Regions from separate parts of the Mus musculus genome. Here regions 1 and 3 are each linked to region 2. Evidence: chromatin contacts called from public Hi-C data. All regions are on one chromosome and are shown on one strand. Each heading gives the region's core, a stretch centred on a gene start, on an enhancer-like site or on the middle of the called end of the contact. The rest is flanking DNA. Distances are from core to core; before and after follow the strand shown. Region 1 holds the start of Ehd4 (EH-domain containing 4). Region 2 holds the start of Trp53bp1 (transformation related protein 53 binding protein 1). Region 3 holds the start of Itpka (inositol 1,4,5-trisphosphate 3-kinase A).

What was found. A called contact is a pair of places that touch in the nucleus more often than the background predicts.
Region 1: a contact with region 2 is called in a Hi-C map of B cells, with 9 read pairs. The contact joins the promoter of Ehd4 here to the promoter of Trp53bp1 in region 2. A contact is called at or near these places in 1 of 39 promoter capture datasets (neutrophils) and 1 of 484 Hi-C or Micro-C datasets (B cells).
Region 3: a contact with region 2 is called in a Hi-C map of CD4 T cells, with 5 times the contacts expected there. The contact joins the promoter of Itpka here to the promoter of Trp53bp1 in region 2. A contact is called at or near these places in 1 of 39 promoter capture datasets (liver) and 1 of 484 Hi-C or Micro-C datasets (CD4 T cells).

What each region holds. Positions count from the first base shown.
Region 1 is chr2:120,153,136-120,155,835 of GRCm38.p6, forward strand. It overlaps Ehd4 (EH-domain containing 4), which reads right to left and starts at 1,440. Exons shown (of 6, transcript NM_133838.4): 1 at 1,105-1,440. The coding sequence starts at 1,340.
Region 2 is chr2:121,270,081-121,272,780 of GRCm38.p6, forward strand. It overlaps Trp53bp1 (transformation related protein 53 binding protein 1), which reads right to left and starts at 1,327. Exons shown (of 28, transcript NM_013735.4): 1 at 1,192-1,327; 2 at 444-628; 3 at 139-229. The coding sequence starts at 1,198.
Region 3 is chr2:119,741,061-119,743,760 of GRCm38.p6, forward strand. Itpka (inositol 1,4,5-trisphosphate 3-kinase A) reads left to right here and starts at 1,277. Exons shown (of 7, transcript NM_146125.2): 1 at 1,277-1,801. The coding sequence starts at 1,319.

The sequences.
Region 1 (2,700 bases), core at 190-2,689, 1.1 Mb before region 2:
TTACTGTAATATTTCTAGGTTCATTTCTGAGTTAACATATTCAACACTGTTTTCAGCTAATTTAAAAGCATTACATGAAATAATTTCAACATTATTTTCCCCCTCTCTTCGTTCACATTTCAAACTACAGTGTATTGCCTTTGTTGAGTTCATTCACAGTGTATCTACAGGCCTGGATTTAACATATTTCTTGTAGTGACAACTTTTCTATTTTTTTGGAACTCTTTAGGTCACAGGAGGGGAAAAAAAGGAGGTCATACCTAAAAGAAATGGCATGTCCCCAAGACAGATGCAGTTTTCTGAACACCTGTTGAACATCAAATGATGATGAGTGTTCTAATTCCAAAACTCAGGATCCAGATCTTAAATGTTCAGTCACTTTGCTTCGTCTGATAAGGATTTGAACGTCGATTCTTCCCAAAGATAGGGAAATAGACGCCTCATTTAAAAAGCAGTCCGTTTCATTGTAAATTATTTCTCATCGAGTCACTCTAGAGGAAGCTGTGTGGTTGGAACTGCAGGGCAAGCCGGTTATTGCTTCCGGAGACAGAGTGACCGTGACAAATATTTTCAGTTTGTCAAGGGTGAAGAAATGGAAACTAGCAAACAGTAACCTGACACTCCCCTTCAGTCCACAGGCTGGTGAGGCAGCTACACTGTAGGCTAACTTCCTATAGACCATAAAGCTGGATGATAGCAGCCCCGCCGCTGTGGCGGAACGTGGCACCTAGGGCATGGCAATACTCCTACTGTGGCATTCACTCATTCATTCATTCGTTCGTTCGTTCATTCATTCTCACTGTGCTGGAAGGTTACCTCTCCACCTAGGAGCCGCATTCCTTCATTATCACTTTCAGCACTAGGTTGCACTAATGATGAGCCTTGCCTTCTCTCCCTTTCCTGCACTCCCAGGCCAGGGTGACAGGCTCAAGGAAGGCCTTGGCAACAGCAAGGAAGGGGCTCGCAGCGCGCTGGGGGCCGGTCTCAGGGGAGGGAGCCTTGGGAAACGGGACCCGGGAAGGCGACGGGCCACCAAGCTCGGAGTGTAACCTGAGGGCAGGCCGTGCGCTAGCGGAGGGGTAGCGAGCCGACGAGGCAAATTACCTGATGAACGTGGTCTTGCCCGTGCTGTACTGGCCCACCAGCAGGATCATGGGCTTGTTTTCGAAGTCGGCGTCCTCCAGCGCTGGCGAGTGAAACTCGTGGAAGCGGTACGCCTCCTCCAGCGGCAGCACCTTGCGCTGGTACAGAGAGCGCAGGCCGCCCGTCACCGTCTGCACCGCGTCCATGCCGCCCGAGCGCTCGCGCCCGCCAGCCTGCCGCCCCATCCAGCTGAACATGCTGCCGCCCCACAACTTGCCGCCGCCGCCGCCGCACTTCAGTAAGAACCCCAGAACCCGCGTCGCTCGCTCTCTGTGCCCGACAGTAGCTCTCGCCGCCGCCCGCTCCTGGGTCCGCCCCCTGCCGCAACGACCAATCATCAGCCGCTGCGTCACGGGCGCGCGCTCATTATTCAGCAGCGATCTCAGGTCCTTCCTCATTGGGCGTTTGCCAGCGACTGGGTGGAAGCTCTAGCCAATGGAAAGGCGATCCTTGAATTATTGATGACGGCATCGGTCTAGAGGGCTGATCCCGGAGAGGGTGTAGTCCAGGCGGGGTGACACAGGCGCGTCTACCCGGGTACATCCTTCTGGCCAGGTGGCGTTGGCTTCCGGGCAAGTCTGAGCTGGCAAGAATGAACCACCGGAGGCTGTCCTCCTGGAACTCGACTCATCCCAAGTCTCCGGACGTGGATACTGGGGACAGAAAACTCAGAAAGTTGACAGACAAGTTCCTTTTCCTGGGGCAGGTTATTGCCCTGTTTACTACTGTCGAAGATACTCAGGCTCACCGATATAATTGGCAAAAATTGGAGAGAAAATGGACTTCAATCTATTTGCGCAGACACTTCTGCCTCCATTCAACTCTGGATCAATTAAAGGCCTCTTTCTGCTAGACACTAGTAGAAATAATTGACCATCACCTGTGTATCCTAAGCGAGAAATAGTGTTAGCGCATTTTCAGTGTGGCCAATGAGGCCAGCTGCATAGGAATAACCCAAGAGGCTTGTTAAAATGCAGGTCTCTAGTTCTTGATACAGACCCACCAAATAAAATGTTGAGAGATGCAGCTCAACAAATGCCTGCAGATGATTCTTGTCTGCATAAAGTTTGGAGAAAGATTGTGTGGGAATGACTTCTTGAACTTGGTGGAAATGCAGAGCTGATTCAGCAAGTAGTTGTAAAATTGCATTTTAAAGATCGTTCAGGTGTTGCCAGTGCAGCAAGGGTGGTTTTGTTGTTGGTGGTGGTGGTGGTGGGGTTTGGTTTGGTTTGGGTTTTTTATTTATTTGTTTATTTTTATTTTATTTTATTTTATTTTACTTTTATTTTGATTTTTCAAGACAGGGTTTCTCTGTGTAGCCATGGCTGTCCTGGAACTCATCTGTAGACCAGGCTGGCCTCGAACTCAGAAATCGGCCTGCCTGTGCCTGTGCCTCTGCCTCTGCCTCTCTGCCTCTCTGCCTCTCTGCCTCTCTGTCTCTCTCTGCCTCTCTGTCTTTCTCTGCCTCTCTGTCTCTCTCTGCCTCTCTGTCTCTCTCTGCCTCTCTCTCTCTGCCTCTCTCTCTCTCTCTGCCTCTCTGTCTCTCTCTGCCTCTCT
Region 2 (2,700 bases), core at 77-2,576:
ATCACGGGTATCCAAAGGCTTACTGAACACTAGATAACAAACTAGGCTTCCTTACACATAATCTCAACTGCATGTTTAAATCGTTCTGCCCCCACAGGACCTTAAACACTGCAGAGAGCCAAGCCTTCAACTGCTCACCTGAAGCTTTCTTTTCTTTCAGATGTTCATTGAATGAGCTATTACTGTCTCCTTGTTCTACAGCAGATTGTTCCGGATTTGATACAATATCCTAGAAAACATGAGCACATAAGATCCTCACAGTACACAAAGTAGTACAACAGGGACCTTTCTGTGGGTGAGAACACGTTGATTTCATTTTTCGTTCCCCACCAACTTTATCCAAAAGCTAACAATCAACTAAACACGTTAATTTTCTGGGTTAGTTTGGTGTAGGGGGGTCAGAAAAAAATAATAACTTGAACAGGGCATCATCACTCACTCACCAACACGGGGTTCTCTTTGTGCATCTGCAGATTAGGAAGGTGTCGAGATAGCACGCTGAAGTGAGAGCCTGCATCTTCTTCCAGAACCTGGCTTTCAGGCTGAGAATCTTCTATTATCAGGCAAGGAGTGTCTTGCTGAGAGAAATCTGAATCCAATTGACTTCCAGTAGGGTCCATCTGCTCCCCTGGAATGGAATAACAAAAGATCAGTTCGAAGAGTAACCCTATTGAGCTTTCCACACACAATCTGAGACTAAATAAAGGGGCGGAAGTGTGAGATCGAGAAAGGGACCATTCTAGGGCTACCCAGTAGCCCACATTTGCAATCGCTCTTAGCACTTTCTCAGCCATCTCCCCAGCCCTCATTTCTCCGTTATTTACCACCGCGCCTCTGGATCCTTCGATCTCCCCCTCCCTCCCTCCTTTCTCTTCACCTTCCCTCAGACACGCTTCCTTCCTCACCTCTTCTCCCCGCCCCTTTCCATCCCCCACACAACTCTCCCCGCGTTCTGACGCCACTGAGCCCCGGGAAGACCTCTTCGCAACCCCGGCGGGCGGGAAGCCCACGGCCCTCATGCGGCCTCAGGACCACCGCGGCGGCTGCCTCCCCACCCCCTCCCCGGCCCTCCAACCCCGTCCCCGTCACCGCCGCCATGCTTGCCACCCCGCCCCCTCCAGGCGGCCAGCCCTTCAAGCCCGCCACCCGGGCCTCTGCGGCCCGCTAGCTCGGCTCCGCTCGCAGCACTACCTGGCATCCCGGCGAGAGGTGCCTCGCGCTGGATCTAGAGGTTTCTGCACGCTGCCCAGGCCCCTCCAGGTCGATCCCCAGGTCGCCACTGTCGCCACCGCCGCCACTGGCCGCGAGCTCCCCCTTTTCCCGTCACGTCACGCAATATCGGATCGCCCATTCGCTGCTGTTGTCTGCCACTCAGGAAATCCTATGGATGATAGGTGGCTGAGGTGAAGTGCCCGCCCCCAGCGTAAGAAAAGGAACACGGCGGCGTGTTTCCATGGTAGCATGGACGTCGCAGGCCCTCCCCCTAATACAGCCAGCATGACAGTATCCTTGAACCGAAGGGACATTAAGAGGGCATGAAATAAAAACCCCTGCCTGAAGGACGGGGGTACTCACTACTCACACTTGAGGGCTTCGGCCCCTTCACTGACTTCCGTGGAAAAGGAGAGTCTCCTGGATTTTCAAAGAAAGGGCAAAGAGGAGGAGAATTGAGGAGAGCTAGTACTTCTGAAATGGTGAAATGGAAGAGAAGCCTCTGTGGGGTTTGCCAGTGTCGATCAGGATCCCATTTGTAGACCTCTGCCTGAATTTAAAGGCTTCCGTTTTCCCACTCTATGTCTCTGGCAGTTTTGATTTTGTTGTTTTATATTGTCTTCGTGTTCCCACTCCCTTTCAAGCTTCCCTATTTGTCTCTCTCTGCCCTTTCTTTTAGGGAATTGCAGCAGCCCCAGACGCTTTGCACCTCCCATTGAACGAACTGAGCATTGTAATCCTCAAACTAGAAGCAAAGAGAACAGCTGTCACCCCTACTAACTCAATGACCTAAAGGATCCAGGCCCAGAGATTTAATTATCCTAATCATGGTGTCAGGGTCTTATAAAGGGTGTGGCAGCTGTGACAACTATTAATGAACTGAGCTCAAGATACATATGTGGTTTCACTGTCATTTTAATTTAAAGAGCCGTTGGATCTGGGCTAGAATTCTAACCAAGCAGCTGTCAGGAGGGAAAGCACCTAGCACAGTGCCAAGAATATACATAGAAGGCATTAAAATGGAGGCGGTTTTCTCTACTCCAGACTCAGAATTATTTAGGCACAGCCCATACATGATTCTCAACTTCTATAAATGCCCAGTTTAGCACTTGAAATAAGCCAAGCTTAGAGAGGAGCATCCTACCAGCCAATCTCCTCTCTGCTGCTATAAATTACAGTGATCATATTCTCCTAACCCAAAAATCAAAGCATGTTGTCTTCATACGCATTACTTGTGGGAACAAAAGGATCAGCTTAAACGAAATCGCTCTGAAAATTTTAGGATCTATTGTTATAACTAAAATTCCAATCCTAGAATGTTTTACAAGTAGAGCAAAAATGACCCAAATCACAGAGACACATCTTACCTCTTAATCCTAAAATCATTCATGATTGACTCCTGAGTTTCTCTACTGAGTACTAGACATCAAATCAATGCAATCAAAAAAAAAAAAAAAAAAGACCCCACCTCAAGCCGACCTCAACTAT
Region 3 (2,700 bases), core at 27-2,526, 1.5 Mb before region 2:
CTCATACTTAACCCTGGGCTTGCCCCAGCAATCCCAGGGTTGTTGTTCTAGGTGTTCCATGACAGGACCCTCAATTCTTTTAGGGGAAGGCAGACAAGTCTGGCTTCTGCTCACAGTAGCCTTGAAGTTCAGCTGAGCACCTGCAAGCAGAGGCCAGAGACCCATTCAGAGATGACAAGAAGGATTTCCAGTGTCTGAACTTCTACATCGGTGTTCTCTTTTCAGTATGCAGCCATAACTCTAGGCCGTGTGAAGTTTTTCTTCTGTTTACAGATAGGGAGATGGATAGAAGGAGTGAGCCAAGATAGGGTGGCCCGAGACACTGGCTGTCTATTACAACACTAAAAAACACTCGCATTTTTGGAGCACCAAGACTTTTTCGTTCCTTTCATGCTGGGCATGGAATCCAGTTCTAGTCGCGTACTACGCAAGTGCTCTACCGCTGAGCTACGCACTCAACACCCATCTCTAAAATTTTACTCTCAGAGCAACCCTGCAGCTCCGCGACGAAGGAGATTCAGCAGTTCAGAGAGGCGAAAGGACTCCTTTTGAAACCACAAAGCTCCAAAGGGGCAGGAGGGGGAGGAGGAGAAGAAACAGCTAGTGGGGGGCTGGAGAGGGGCGGTGGAAATGCAGGCCACCACCGGCTGTGATACTTGGAGAGAGTCAGACTCCGCCTCTTGACCTTGTTCTCTGCCCGCTGGGAAGTGGAGAGCTTCGAGGGGTGGGGGTGGGGAGCAGTCTCAGCTCGACCCTGGCCACAGACTCTAGTTGGGCACACTCCTTGAGGTGTGGCTTCCTTGGGTGGCTGACGGCCTTGAACTCCGAATTAAGGGGCCCAGGCCAGAGAAAAGCCCCAGAGACTCAAAAGACTTTGACCAGGAAGGTTGGAACACGGAAAGGAGCCCGAGGAAGCGAGTGAAAGAATGGGCACAGCTTCTTCCTGTGCAGATTAAGACCTCTGGTTCCCATTGAAGGAATCCCTCAAAAGCCGCGGGAGGGCACTGGGCTCAGGTGCGGGGCAGGTCCCTTCTGCCACCTTGAGGGCAGGTCTAGAGATAAGGCGGGGGCCGGACCTGGGACTTCCACGTTACACTCGGGACACTGCAAGCCTCCTGCAGCAGCGAGGGCCCCCGGAGGCCCGCGCTTTCTCAGAAAGTGAAAGGAGTGGGCGGGGGGCGCGGCCGGGGCGGGGCGCGGCCGGGCGGGCGTTGCCGAGGCTCCGCCCCGGGGCAGTCCCAAGCCCGGGGCGCTGAGCGTCTACAGTCCCCGCCGCGCCGCGGGCTGGTGGGCTCGGCTGCGGCTCCGGTGCCGGGAGATGACCCTGCCCGGGCGCCCGACGGGCATGGCGCGGCCACGGGGCGCGGGGCCCTGCAGCCCCGGGCTGGAGAGGGCTCCGCGCCGGAGCGTCGGGGAGCTGCGCCTGCTCTTCGAAGCGCGCTGCGCCGCAGTCGCCGCTGCAGCAGCCGCAGGGGAGCCCCGGGCCCGCGGGGCCAAGCGGCGTGGGGGACAAGTGCCCAACGGGCTCCCGCGTGCTGCCCCTGCCCCGGTGATCCCTCAGCTCACTGTGACAAGCGAGGAGGATGTGACCCCGGCCAGCCCAGGGCCGCCAGACCAGGAGGGGAACTGGCTCCCAGCTGCGGGGTCGCACCTGCAGCAGCCACGCCGCCTCTCCACCTCGTCCCTCTCCTCCACCGGCTCCTCGTCGCTGCTCGAGGACTCGGAGGACGATCTGCTGAGCGACAGTGAGAGCAGGAGCCGCGGCAACGTGCAGCTGGAAACCAGCGAGGACGTGGGGCAGGTACGGGCCGCGGGGGCGGGGCCAGCGGGGGCTGCGCGCCGGGGACTCCGCTCTCTGCTCTGCTCTGACCGGCTTGCGTTCCCCGCCGAGAGCCCAAGCGGGGGACAGGGGGCATGGGGGCGGAGAGGGAGCCCAGGACGACCTCTCGCCTTGGTTCTTTTTCGGGGGCTAGGCAGGCGATGGTAACTGAGTGCCTGGGCGTCTAAAGGAGGTTGAGGAGTACGCGACCCACGGAGCGGGAGCCGGCGGGTCGGCTGGCGTACCTGGGTAACTGTCAGGTAGGGCTGGAGAGATCAGAGCGGGGTAGCCTTGCCCCGGGAGCCCTGAGAGAAAAAGGGGCGCGTGAGCTTTTCCCTCTCCTCCCCCTCTCGGTGCCGCGGCCCCACCCCCGCCGTTGCCACGGTTTCCCTCTCTTGAGTGGGAGTGGAGCGGAGCTCCTGGCTCTGCTCCGGAGCCGCTGCCGTCTGCTCCCCGCGCGCGCACGAGGCGTGGATGCGGGAAGGGAGGGGCGCAGGGCTAGAACCGAGCGGAACCAAGATCCACCTGCTGCGTCCCCCCTCCTCGCCCTGGCCTACTGCTCCTAAGTGTCCTGGGAAAGGTAAACTGAGGCTGACAAGAGCTTGCTAGTCTCTGTATGGCAATGTGAATGTTCCCGGGCCAATTTAACCGGCAGCTATCACCAGCCAGTGTGAGGTGAAGTCATTATTCGTGGTATGGCCCTCCTTGACTGGAGGTTGAACTCAGGGCCTCAAACACAGTAGGCAAGCACAACCACCACTGAGCTACATCCTAGCCCTCTTTTCTTGACACTAAATTGCCAAGTTACAGTGAAACACAGTCTATAGCCTATTCGGGCCTTGAACCTGCGATCCTCTTGTGTCAGTAATCTCCCTTGTTTT